Linked DNA regions of Mus musculus: region 2 is linked to region 1. Evidence: chromatin contacts called from public promoter capture Hi-C data. All regions are on one chromosome and are shown on one strand. The core of a region is the stretch at or near the end of the contact, and the rest is flanking DNA. Distances in the headings are between cores, read along the strand shown. Region 1 holds the start of Ltbr (lymphotoxin B receptor). Region 2 holds the start of Vwf (Von Willebrand factor).

Region 1 (6,583 bases), core at 887-3,386:
TCTTCTGCCGCAGCCTTTCAAGCGCTGGGGATTACAAGGGTGCACCACCACACCTGCCTTTCCAAGTTTTCGTTTTTTTTCTTTTGGTCCAAACTCAGGGTCTTATGTATCCCAAGCAAGCGTTCTAACCATGGAACTACACGCTACCTCCTTCTGATTTCTTCAGAAGAAATGTTTCTGACTTTGTCTAACCCTGGGAAGAAAGATGCACTGTTCCCTGTTTCTGTGGATGAGGGGGGCTGAGGCATCTTCCCAGACCGACCCTGCCTTGTGTTCCTCAGCCCGGTGTCTTACCTGGCTCTGGGGGATTTTTACAGATGGTATCCGAGTAGGAGGTACCTGGAGCTGCCTCCACCAGGCCCTGGATCTCACATCTGTGGAGAAACAAGACTGTGAGCTTCTCCCTGCTCCCCTTGGTGACTGGCTCCAGGAACACATGGTCGGGATGGCCGGAAGTCAAGGATGGAGGAGATGACAACCCTTGGGTTTCCTGGAGGTGAGTGGGGGAAGGGCCCTCTCACCTGGTATGGGGTTGACAGCGGGCTCGAGGGGAGGAAGTGTTCTGGAAGTGTCCCGGCTTACAGGGGACACAGTTGACGTCAGTATCCATAATTTCATCTGGCAAAAGAAAGGCAGGCCAGTGGGGGTGAGTGGGTAAGTGTGAGGACTCGGTGGCCTTCCTTTACGTCCCCTCTTTGCCAACCATTCTGCTCTGTAGTTGCTACCTTTCCCAAGCTTGGCTTTGCAGCCTGCCGTTTTGCCCAAGCTTCCCCAGGGCTGACAGGAGGGAGCTACCTTCTAAGCTCCTCATACCAGTTCATGTCTTGGCAGACCCCCTCCTGTGAGCCTTTTTCAAGGACTGATAGATTCTTTATGGTTCTCCCAGTGGGCAGAGGTACCACACTCACAGTACCAGTGGGGAGAAGCACCATGCGCACAGTATCACGTTCCTTGCCCTTGATGCCCAGCCTCCCTTTACTGGCTGCCCTCAGTGACCTCTGACCTGTGACCTCGGCTTCTGTGCCAGGCTGGCAGAGTACAAGCCGCTCCTCCTCACAGTGCACACACTCATTGTCCAGATACACACAGGACATCCCCGGCTGACAGCGGCACTCGGCTTTCCGATCGCTGGTGCAAGGGGCAACCTCCTCAAAGCCCAGCACTGTCAGGGAGAGGGAAGAGTCAGAGAGGAGCTGGCCCTCCCAGTCGTACCCATCATGCAGATCCAGATGAGTCCCCACTTACCAATGTCACAGGGGCGGCACAGCTGGCAGGTGGAGAGATGGTTCCAGTGTTCATTATAGGAATTATGGGGGCAAGTCTTGCAAACCGTGTCTTGGCTGCGGCTGCATACCGCAAAGACAAACTCGCCTATGAGGCGAATGGGGAAAGAGGGTTATCAGGAGACAAGAAGTCCATCTCTGCGTCCGCTGCCTCTGCTTGCTGCATGCCTCGGAGCCTCTCCTTGGTCTCTTTGTCCCCATCCTGTCTTCATGGCTACATGCCGCTACCTCTTCAAATCTCAGTGTCCGTGGGACAATGCTAATGCTTCGTAGACTCTCCTTCCTGGCTAGTTTTAGCAGTGCTGGCTCATTCTGGCTCACCTCTACCACCCAAGCCACTTGGAGCCACTGTTCTCACCTGGGGGACAGCGGGAGCAGCAGACGTCGTGCATGGGCTCGTAGTATTCCTTGTCCTGGTCCCAGCAAGTCTGGTTTTCTATGCGATAAGGGGGCACCTTCCAGAGGAGGCGGAGAAAGAGAAGAATGAGGCAGGGTCAGCTCTGGAGGGCAGAAGGGCTAGAGAGAAACCTGGTCCATCCCACCTAGCCCCTCCCTCACCAGCTGGGGCTGAGAGGCCACCAGAAGCCCGCTGAGTCCCAGCAGGAGTGGCCCCCAGGCCAGGCCGCAGGGAGAGGAGGCCCGGGGCAGGCGCATGGCGGCCTTTCGGCTCGGCTGACCAGACCGGGTGGAGTCCTAGGAGGAAGGTGGGAAGCCCGGACGTCCTGAGCAGCGTTGGCCACGACTTCCCAAGCCTGGCGGCTGGGCCGACGTGCCCCCGGGGGCCGGGAGCGGCCGGGCCTGGCCTCCAGGGCTCCAGCGCCGGGCTCAGGAAGTGGGAGTGGAGCGAGCCGGCCGGGGGCGGGGGCAGGGAGCCCTGGGAGCAGAGGCCGGCCTGTCGCAATCGCGACGGGGGGGGGGAAGAGGAACAGGCTTGGCCGCCTCGACGCAGGGCGGGAGGGGGTGGCCGGGAAAGCACGTGAGAGCTGCAGGCCCGGAACCCGGCCTCCACCTTTCTTCGGAAGCCTGGCTCTCAGAGGGGATTGCGGATTAGGATCGCTTGCTGGCCGAAAGGGGGGCAGCAGAGACAGTGGCTAGCCATCAGTCAGGCCCACCTCCGAGAGCCCGAGGCAGAGCTGACTTGGTTGACCTGCCGTGGACGTTGAGGCAGAGAGCTGTGGACAGCTGGGTGTCAGATTTGCAAAGAGGAGGCGCCAGGGATTGACAGTGCACCCAGCCAGGATACCCAGAGGTGGTTAGCAGATGCAGCCAGCGTCTGGCCAGGCATCCCACTTGGCAGAGACTGAGGGCCTGCTCCACTCTGTGACTTTTTAAAAAGAAGCTTCCACAGTAACAAGCCCACCCACGCCACACACCAGGGCGCACACCACAAGACACTGGAGAGAGTTCAGCTGGCCCTGAATCTGTCCTCTCCTCTGGGACCTCTCTCACGGAAGGGTGGGCGTGTGTAAACCCAGGTCCTGGTGAGTGGGGGCTTCTGGGCTGGGGCTGGGTAGCCTAGTTCCAGCGTGTGTGCACATAAGCCTATAACTCTCTTAAACCGAGGGACCTGAGAGCCCAGCCAGTGTAGGTACCTTACTTTCTAGAGAAGACCTGCCCAGGGTGCCAGGCAGCGGTGCACAGGGTTCCAAGATCGTTAAGCCTGGTGGGCCTTTTCTTCCTGCCATTAATAGCCCAGAGCTGCTGGAAGTATGTGACACCCCTTTTTCCCACGTCTACTGATTCCCAACCCCCCCCCCCAGCCCCCTTCACACACACACCCCTCTAAATTTCTATTAAGAAAACAGCCATGGAGCCCCCAAGGAACCCTAATGTCTGCCCTGTGCTCCTTACTAGGCTATTGGCTGGCCCGTGGCCTGGTTTGGCTATTTAGTCTAGGCTCACGGAGTCTAGCATGATCTGGCTTATGCCACTGGCCAGGTACATATTCGTTGTGTAAATGAAGGCTGTCCACACCGCTTAGCCACTCTGGAAGAACTTAACTGCAGTCCAGATCTGATTTTCAGATCCCAGCCCATGGCAACATCTGTCCTGCCTCCCTTGTGACTCGGGGGTGGGGGGTGGGGTTGGACTCTCATTTGGAATGAGGGAAAGCCTTCTCTTGCAATAGCTCACCTGAGAACTGACCTTTTCCATGGTGGATCAGATATCCAGACAGGCTTTCGGTGGAGCCTCGAAATGCTGGCAAGGGATTGAGTTTTAGAGAAGACCTGGGGAGAGGGGGGAACAGAGCGGGGCGGGGTGGGGGGGAACTTGCCTGGGCTTTTTTTTTTTAAGTGTATACTTTTTTTAAAAAAAAGATTTATTTATTATTATATGTAAGTACACTGTAGCTATCATCAGACACTCCAGAAGAGGGAGTCAGATCTCCTTAGTGGTGGTTATGAGCCACCACGTGGTTGCTGGGAATTGAACTCAGGACCTTCAGAAGAGCAGTTGATGCTCTTAACTGCTGCCTGGGCTCTTGATAGTCACTCTGTGCTGTCCCCTCCCTGGGTGCTGGCCCAGCAGCTCCACTCTGCTGGTACCTGTCTGTCTCAATTGTCCCAGGTTCCCTGGCAGTGGTAGAGATACTGAATAGCAGACCTCTGATTTCTCTTCCTTCTGGGCTCAGGGAGTTGGGGCAGGGGCTTGACTCACTTGGATCTCTTAACAGCATAAAGGAACGGGTGGGTGGGGAGCGGCCCTAGATACATTTCACTATTTCTTTTTTTTTTTTTTAATGTTTTATTAGGGAAAATTCACATGTACTATTCAGAGAGAGAGAAAGAGAGAGAGAGAGAGAGAGAGAGAGAGAGAATTAGGAGCCTCCATGTTGTCTTACTTAGCTTTCACTTGTGACCTGTCTTTTTTTTTCACATCATTCTCCCCCCAAGACAAGGTTTCTCTGTGTAGCTCTGGCTAACCTGGAACTCCCTCTGTAGTCTGGGCTGGGCTTGAACTCAGAGATCTGCCTTCCTCTGCCTCCCAAGCTCTGCTATTAAAGGTGTTGGCTACCTTTAGTGTGGATTTTAAAGTTTGTGAGTTTTCACATGTAGATTAGTGGGGTCTCATTGACTTTTTTCACCTGTTTATTTGTCTATTTATGCAGTGAGTATAGGAGTGTGGGCACGTTCTGTGACAGGACTCAGAAAGGTGGGGAGACCCGACCCACCTCCTGGCAGCCTACGGAGACTTCGGGCAGACAATACAAAATGGTTACTATAATACCTCTCCAACCTTCTTCTGGGGGATGGAGACTCCGGATGAGAAATCTTCAAATTCTTAGTGAGCACAGCATTGTCTTTGTTACTTGGACTTTTTACCAGCTTCCAGAAACTTTCATCAATGTCCACTGGGCAATACCAGACCAGAACTGAGTGCCCTCAGACTCCCAGAAGGTGTGAAGGGCTCTTCTCCCAGGCCTCCCTCCGAAGGGGTTGCGGAAACACCCTTTTCCCCACAGCCTATGAGTAATTCCCAAAGAGAATTGGTGTGAGTGGATCACTCTAAACCACTCCTGTCTTCTTCCTTATATTTCCCTTAGCCAACTGATTCCGTTAGCCAGCCCAGCTGGGCTGGTAGACAGAGAGAAATGGACAGATCAGATGAGTGTTTGGAGTTTCAGTGGGAGCAAAGATTTGTCCAGTTACTCTCCATCTTGGTAACCTTGCTCCCCAGAAGACACTTGGAAATATCTTAAAGACACTTTAGGTTGCAACTGCTTGGAATTCCCACTGTCACCTAGCGCAGAGGCCAGGGATGTTGCTGTGTCCCGCAGTGTAAGACAGGCTCAGACAGTAAGGAATTGCCTGGTTGGGATTGCCAGCAGCAAGGACCTTGTCAAGCCCTGTAACTAAGCAAAGGAATAAGTCTTAATGGGGACTCCTAAGCATCTTCACAGGTCGCTAGAATGAGGATGGGAGAGAGAAATTTTCTGGTCTACCTCATTAGATTTATACTACATAAAGAATGATAAAAGGATGCTCTTTGCCACAGTAGGCTGCCCCATAGTTAGTGCTAAGTGTAAAAGTAAAGGGGTATGATTAATTGTGTGACTCATTTTTACCCTAGAAAGCATAAAAGCTGAAAGGGGAAAGGTGTAAGAAATTTTGATAAATTAACAGCCCCCCAAATCAGTATGCTGTTGGAGGAAGCCGAGATGTTTGAAGTTTTTCCCGTGTGCACTCCACTGTCAAAAAAATGATAAACCTTGGATCCTAGCCAAGATGTGAGATTCTTTTGTCTGCGGAGTGGGCCAACGGGCAACGACCATTAAGTTGGACATAGTGGCATACATTTGTAACTTCAGCACTTGGGGGACTGGGAATTTGAGAACAGCTTGGGCCACAGAGTGAGTGTCTCAGAAACAAAACAGAAATGGTAGCCACGAGTCACCCGCCAAGATAAACAAGCCTGGTGCTTGTCATCAGAGTTTTCATAAAATGGTCTGCATACATGTAGGCCTGTGGAAGGGAACACAGGTGCATGCGTGGGCCACATCGTTAACAGTGAACAGCAGGAGGTGATGAGGCAGGCTTTCCTTGGAGGTGTGGAGCAGAAACGGATCCTTCCTGTCACTCATCTCTGGAATGAAGAGGCCGGAGGACTTGTCAGTCCTAATGCGCACCCACTGCAACCCTAAAGGTTGGCTTCTTTCCCTAGAGCCACTGCATGGTTTATGGATGTACTAAAGGTTCAATGGGTGGCTGGAATGGGACAGAGAAGGCAGCCCCTTATTTAAGAGATGGCTTGGGGTTCTGGGAGAGGCAACAGGACGCCCTGGGTAGGGAGCCTTTCTCAGACAAGGTAAAAAAAAAAAAAAAAAAAAAAAAATGCCCTTGAAATGTCATACGGGACTCTACTATCTTGGAAGTCAAGAAAACAGCATCAGACTTGGGATATAACTCACCCCAACTCCTGGTGACCCTGACAAGGTCACTTTGTTCTCAAGCCTTAGTTCCCCTGTGTCCTGAGCAGGGAGCTAGATGCACCTGGCAAGGCCTTTGTCGTTAGGCAGCCTTACCCATCATTTCCTGTCCCTTCATTCTTTAAATGAGACCCCTGGGGCCCAGAGAGGTAAAATTGTCCATCTGTCCTTCTCTCTCTCAATCTCTCTCTCTCTCTCTCTCTCTACCCCCCCCCCCCAGATCTCTCTAGGATCTCTCTATGTAGCACTCACTGTGTAGACCAGGCTGGCTTTGAACTCATGAAGATCTGCCTGCCTGTCAAGTAGGGGGTAAAGGCTGCACCACTATGTCCGGCTTGAACGTGCTTTCTTGAAGACAAATGGTTTGAAAATA
Region 2 (5,896 bases), core at 1,844-4,343, 240 kb after region 1:
TCTGTTGCTTTTTATTTCTAGCATTTTCTCTCTGGGTTTAACTTCCTTCTTCCTGAAGAACCTTCTTTAGCAGTCCATTCAGCAAGGCAGGGGATGGCAAGCTCATCTTTTTCTGGCAAGAGAAGATGGCCCTAACTCTGAATGATGACTTAGTTCTGGGAACTAGTTACTACGCCCTCTTCCACAGCACTCAGACCTAACTCATCTGAGACCGATCTCTGTGACTATGTGCAGGCTGTTGAGTGGCTAAGGAAACAGTCCTGGCTAGCAGCTGACAGCATTAGGTGCAGAAATAACACAGCTGTGAGACTGAGTCTTTTTCCATACTACCGTGCTTTCCCTCCCCGATTTTCCTTCCCATCCCCTCCATCCCTCTCTTCCTCCAGCCCTCCCTTTCAATGCTTGTCTTAATATGAGTCTTTTACTGGTGGCTTTCCTTTCTCCATATCACATTTGCATGTCTCAGCTGCAGCTTCCTGCCCACCCTCATAATTATCTGTGCTAAAATGCTCGGGGTGGGTCTGTGGCTGTGAACACACAGAGACCACGAGGTCTGTAGACTCCTGGGTTGACTCTCATGCCTCTCCTTGGCTCCTTTTATTCCATGCTCTCTCCTAACACTTCCTACCGTTCTTCATTTTTTTATTCTTTGGAGTCATTTTCTTGGATTTCTTTTCCAACATCTAGACTTTTGCTTGCTTTTGCTTTTGTTTTTTATGTGACCAAGTCTCACTATGTAGTAAAGGTTGGTCTTGAACTCACGGTCCTCCTACTTCAGACTCCTGAGGGATGGAATTAAAGGCATGCACCACCATGTCCCACTCATTTGACTCTGGGCCAGCTGTGTATTTTAAAATGTGCTGTGTTTTTCCAGCATTTTGAAAGGCCAGAAGAGGATGTCAGATCCCTCTGAACTGGAGTTAATAGACAGTTATGAACGACCATGTGGGTGCTGGGAGTGAAACCTGGTCCCCTGGACGGTCAGCCAGTGTTCTTAACCACTGAGCCATTTCTCCAGGCCCCAGGAGGAAGGACATCCTGATGAGATGCCTGTGCCCCTCCCTTTGGTTGTCATGCTATTGAGACAGTTCCAAAGACACTGGAGTTTGCCCAGGGATCTTATGCTGGAGAAGGTAAAGTGGGAAGCTGGAGGAGGAATTTTGAAATAGATTTTACATAGTTCCAACAACTTGTAAGACCAACTCTTCAGGAGAGTGGAGCCAAGAAAAAGTAGAGGAATAAGGGGAGAGACTACACCTTGACCAGTACTGCCTACACACACACACACACACACACACACACACACCTCCTGCCCTCTGTTTAAGCCTAATTTTATGTCAGTACTTCAAGTATGGTTTAGGTGGGGGAGGGGGGGGTCACTGGGTCTCCTTGTTCTCTTCCCTCTGTGGCCGCATGAATAAATCTTCCTCTGTATTGTGTTACCATGTGCCTTTTAATTTGGCCCATTGATGATGGGTGGCCAAGGCTAGATTACTAGGCTTCTAGACTCTGCCCCTAAGGACTCTGGTAACAGAAATGTTAAGGGCTAATCTTGCCTCTTTCATTCTTTTTCTTTCCTGGCAACACTGGCCTTCCTACCCTGGCTGGTTGTGCTGGCTAGGTTTTTTGTTTTTGTTTGTTTGTTTGTTTGTTTTTAACTTGATACAAGCTAAAGACATCTGAGAGGAGGGGACCTCAATTAAGAAAATGCTTCCACAATTTGAGTCTGTGTACAGCCTGTAGGACATTTTCTTAATTAGTGGTTGATGGGGGAGGGCCCAGCTCATCGGAAATGGTGCTGAACTGGTGGTCCTGCAAGAAAGCATTGTGAGAAAGCCTGTATGCAGAACCCTTCCATGGCCTCTGCATCAGTTCCTGCCTCCACATTTCTGTCTTGTTCCTGTCCTGACTTCCTTTGGTGATAAACTGTGATACAGAAGCCAAATAAACACTTTCCTCCCCAACGTGCTTGTTGGTCACGGTGATGGTGTTTCATTGCAGCAATAGAAACCTTAACTAAGACAGTGGAAACGGGAACGGGAGAGTGTGAGGTGTGTGTGAAGGGGGCATAGCAGTTCTTCAGAGGCTTGGCGGAATGGTGTAGTGAGAAGCAGTGAAGTAGGCCACTCCTAGACACTCTGCGGGGGCTGCCCAGCTGAGTGCCGGCAATCCCACAGACAAGGTCCTGCCTCACTTCGCTTTCCTACATTGTACCTGGTTTCTTTTTGAACAGGAATTAGTGTGTCCCATCTGGCTGAGACCTGGGCTTTTGGGAATAGGAGGTTGGGAGGCAGGGGCAGAGAGAGTATGTGTGTGCAGATTTACGCTAGTGTGCGTGGAGGTGTGGTGGGAACTCGGGGATGTAGCTCAGTGGAAGATTGTTTATCACGTGCAGGTCTTGGGTTCTATGCCTTAGCAAAGAGCAGGTGTGTACGTGTGAGTCTTTGAAGGGGGAGTATTAGAATGGAACCATCATTTCCACCCCCACTCCCCCAGTTCCCAAAGACTTAGACTGTGACCAGTGCTTTCATTTTTGTTGCTGTTTGTTTTGAGAGAGGCTCTCTCTCTCTCTCTCTAGTCCTTGCTGTCCTGGAGCTTGCTAAGTAGACCAGGCTGGCTCAAACCTCATAGAGACCTTCCTGCCTCTGTCTCCAGGCATGTGCTACCATGTACATAAAACACTGGCTAAGATACAAACAGGCTAGGTTTTTGTGAGGTCTAGCCTGGACGGTTCATACCTGTGGGTGACGGGGCAGGAAGTGCTAACATACTTCTTCCTCTCACCTTGCTGCTAAGTTGGCTAGGTTAGAAGAGTTTTTCAAAACCTCTGGAAATTGGAACCAGAAGCCACGTTGATGTAAGCCTGGTTCTCTCTCCTAGCCTGGACCAGGCTGTCATGGGAAACCTACTGTCCCTGGTCCTGGCTGCCTAAAGGGGCACTCAGGGTGTCTCGGGGACCAAACTGAGCTGTGGTGGTGTTTGGGGAGCAGATTCCAGGAGCTCTCCCTCCTGGCTTTTCAAGCCTTATCAGCCTGGAAGGGCTCGACTACTGCTTCCTGCCATTGTTTCCCGCTGGTAATTAAGAGAAGGCCAGGGCTCTGTGGTGGCAACTTGGAGCTATTGCAGGCAGAGGAATGGGCTGGGGCACAGCTTGGGTTTTCTCTCCCTGGCTCTGAGGACTTTGAAGCCCCTGGACAACTTGACAGCAGGTCGGCTCAGAGTCTGAGCAGATCCATCCAGCAGTTGCGCAGGAAAATGGCTTAGGAGTGAGAGGTGGCACCACTGAGTAGCGGCTGGGTTTCCTCAAGGGACCTTGGAGATACAGCCCCTGTTTGTATGGGCAAGGTATGATGGTTTTGGATGGAGATCTGGCTTAGCTGAGGGGTGGGGGAAGGTACAGGGCTGATCCCTGCCCCTGAGGATCTGGCTGCGGATCCTATAACAGAAGGGATTTGTCTGGAGGAGTGATTCAAAGCTACCTGGATCCTATGGTCCCTCTGCTGTTGCTGCTGGGTCCTGCTTTTCTTTCTGAAGAGGCTTTCTGGCCTGGCAGAATTGTATTCAGATGAGATTGGTAGGTCCCTTCCTTCCCTTCTTGAGTATGTGCTTGGAGCCCCTGATATACCTGTGTGCTGGGAGGGCAGTGGAGAGGGACACTTGCTTTGTGACCCAGTCTTGGCCATGTCCGGTTCACACTCATAAGAGGCTGGATTTACCCCTCTTCATTCGTCTGAATGGGCATTATGTAAGAAGGGTTGTACCCACTATGCCCTAGGTGGCACCTTCTGTATGTCCTGTAACATTCTCCAGAAGAGAGGGGTGGCAGCAGGGGCTTTGAGAGTCGCGGGGTGGGTGAGTGTGCTTAGCCAGCCAGGATTGAGTGGGCAGTGGGGTGAGGCACATTGTAAAGAAATGTTCTCAGGTCCAGGGCTGTTAAATTCCTGTCCCCTTGTCAAGGCCATTCAGCAAACATTTACAGAGCATTCCTGGGTGCTGAGTATCCTTGCAGGTCCCAGGGATGTTGGTGAGAAGGACAGTCCCTGCTCTAAAGGTACTCACGGTCCAGGGCAGGTGACTAACAAGTTCTCAGTGGTGGCCTTGACTGGTCTCTGAGTCTGGGTTCTGATGGCAACAACAAAAGCCAGCCCCTTCTCCTAGTTGGTTGCTATGTGTGATGGTGGAATGGCACCTTTGTTCCAGATGCTGCAGGACTGTGGGGTCATGGGATGCTAGGCTAACATCAAGGGCAGGAGAATAGAACCAGAACTTTCCCACCCCATGGTACCATTGTCTGGAGAAGGTCTCGGCAGTGTGGCTCACTGGGATTGTCACTCTTAAGCCTGGCTCTGCTGTGGGAGGGTTTTGGGGACTAGTTCTCCACGTTTAAAGGAGGCATGGGGGGCAGTGAGAATCCTTATTCTTAGTCTCATTCTCCTCCTCCTTCTATTATTATTATTACTATTATTATTATTATTATTATTATTGGCTTAAGAAAATGTTCCCTCAATGGACACATGCATTGATGGTAGCTTGTCCTTGCCACCTCTCTGGACGGTGAGAACCAGCTCATTTCCTTTTTATTTTATTTTATTTTGCAGATGAACCCTTTCAGGTATGAGATCTGCCTGCTTGTTCTGGCCCTCACCTGGCCAGGTAGGTACAAAACATTTTCTTTCCTTACCTTCTCCCAGGACACTGGGAACACCTCCTTCCAGGGCTCAGTACATGTGTCTGGAACTCACCTGTGCTCCATCTGTGTTAGACTTGTGACTTTAGGAGTCACTGGTCAACTCCTGTGACAGCTATGCAGAACCTTGTTTCTGATTTACATCCCCTCTAAACTGGATATCTGAAGGAACTTGGTAGCACAGGATTGTACCATGTGATGGGAGCACAGGGCAGGACAGACGGCATCCCAGTCTTGGAGACAGCACTTGTTTTCATGTGGTCATTTGGCTGAATCTCTCAATGTAGATGAGGAGACTGCTGGTCAGAGAAGAGACACTACTGCACGAGAGTCACACAGAGCCAAAGTCCAAGGACAGTTCTCTGGGTTCTAGGCCACCCCCTTGTCACCTCACTGCTTGTCCCACCTTAACCTCTCTCACTGAAATGCCAGCCATGCCCTTTGACTGGTGAAGCAGAGCAATGAACAAAGCAACTGTGGGAGCACCAACTCGTTACTGCCCATGGGGTGGGGGGCACAGATGACTCTACCATCTCTATACTCTGAATTCTTCTGTGTTCTCTAAGTTTTCTATACCAGGCATCATCGCATAAGGCAGGACGTGTCACTAAGATGAATCTATGTCCTGGAAGATTGTTTCTCCATTATTACCATGAGTCTGGGGTCATGCTCAGAGGCAAGGGGCCTCACTTAAAATGGAAAGCTCTTCCTTGCTTCTATTTTCATTCTGTTGCAGCCTGGCTTCTGTGGGGTCAGAGAACTTTGGGATGATGGTCCCATTATGCTCACCCGTGGCTTCTTCCTTCAGGGACCCTCTGCACAGAAAAGCCCCGTGACAGGCCGTCGACGGCCCGATGCAGCCTCTTTGGGGACGACTTCATCAACACGTTTGATGAGACCATGTACAGCTTTGCAGGGGGCTGCAGTTATCTCCTGGCTGGGGACTGCCAGAAACGTTCCTTCTCCATTCTCGGTGAGTCCTGGGTACCCGAGGCAGGATCCCAGAGCAGGGGCAGCTGAGATGGGGGACGGTTCCAACGCTCAGGACCTGAGATTCGAGGTCACTTCTGAGAATGTGGAGGGCAGTGGTCTCCCCATGACACCTTCCCTTGAAGATGGTGGCCTTCCCATGACACCTTCCCTTAGGGCAACAGCCTTTCTGTGACACCTTCTCAAAGTCTGGTGTGAGGACATCTGTGTTACGTTACT

What was found. Capture Hi-C pulls out chosen DNA fragments and counts their contacts.
Region 2: a contact with region 1 is called in a promoter capture Hi-C map of adipose tissue. The contact joins the promoter of Vwf here to the promoter of Ltbr in region 1. A contact is called at or near these places in 4 of 39 promoter capture datasets (cranial neural crest, hematopoietic stem and progenitor cells, hippocampal neurons and 1 more), 2 of 115 datasets of contacts at active chromatin or transcription factors (embryonic stem cells and pancreatic cancer cells) and 3 of 9 other capture datasets (adipose tissue, liver and macrophages).

Annotation. Positions count from the first base shown.
Region 1 is chr6:125,311,749-125,318,331 of GRCm38.p6, forward strand. Ltbr (lymphotoxin B receptor) reads right to left here and starts at 2,137. Exons shown (of 10, transcript NM_010736.4): 1 at 1,842-2,137; 2 at 1,642-1,738; 3 at 1,246-1,371; 4 at 1,004-1,162; 5 at 522-618; 6 at 295-374. The coding sequence starts at 1,937. It also overlaps a transcript of Scnn1a not described here.
Region 2 is chr6:125,549,855-125,555,750 of GRCm38.p6, forward strand. It overlaps Vwf (Von Willebrand factor), which reads left to right and starts at 3,094. Exons shown (of 52, transcript NM_011708.4): 1 at 3,094-3,345; 2 at 4,599-4,653; 3 at 5,496-5,660. The coding sequence starts at 4,599.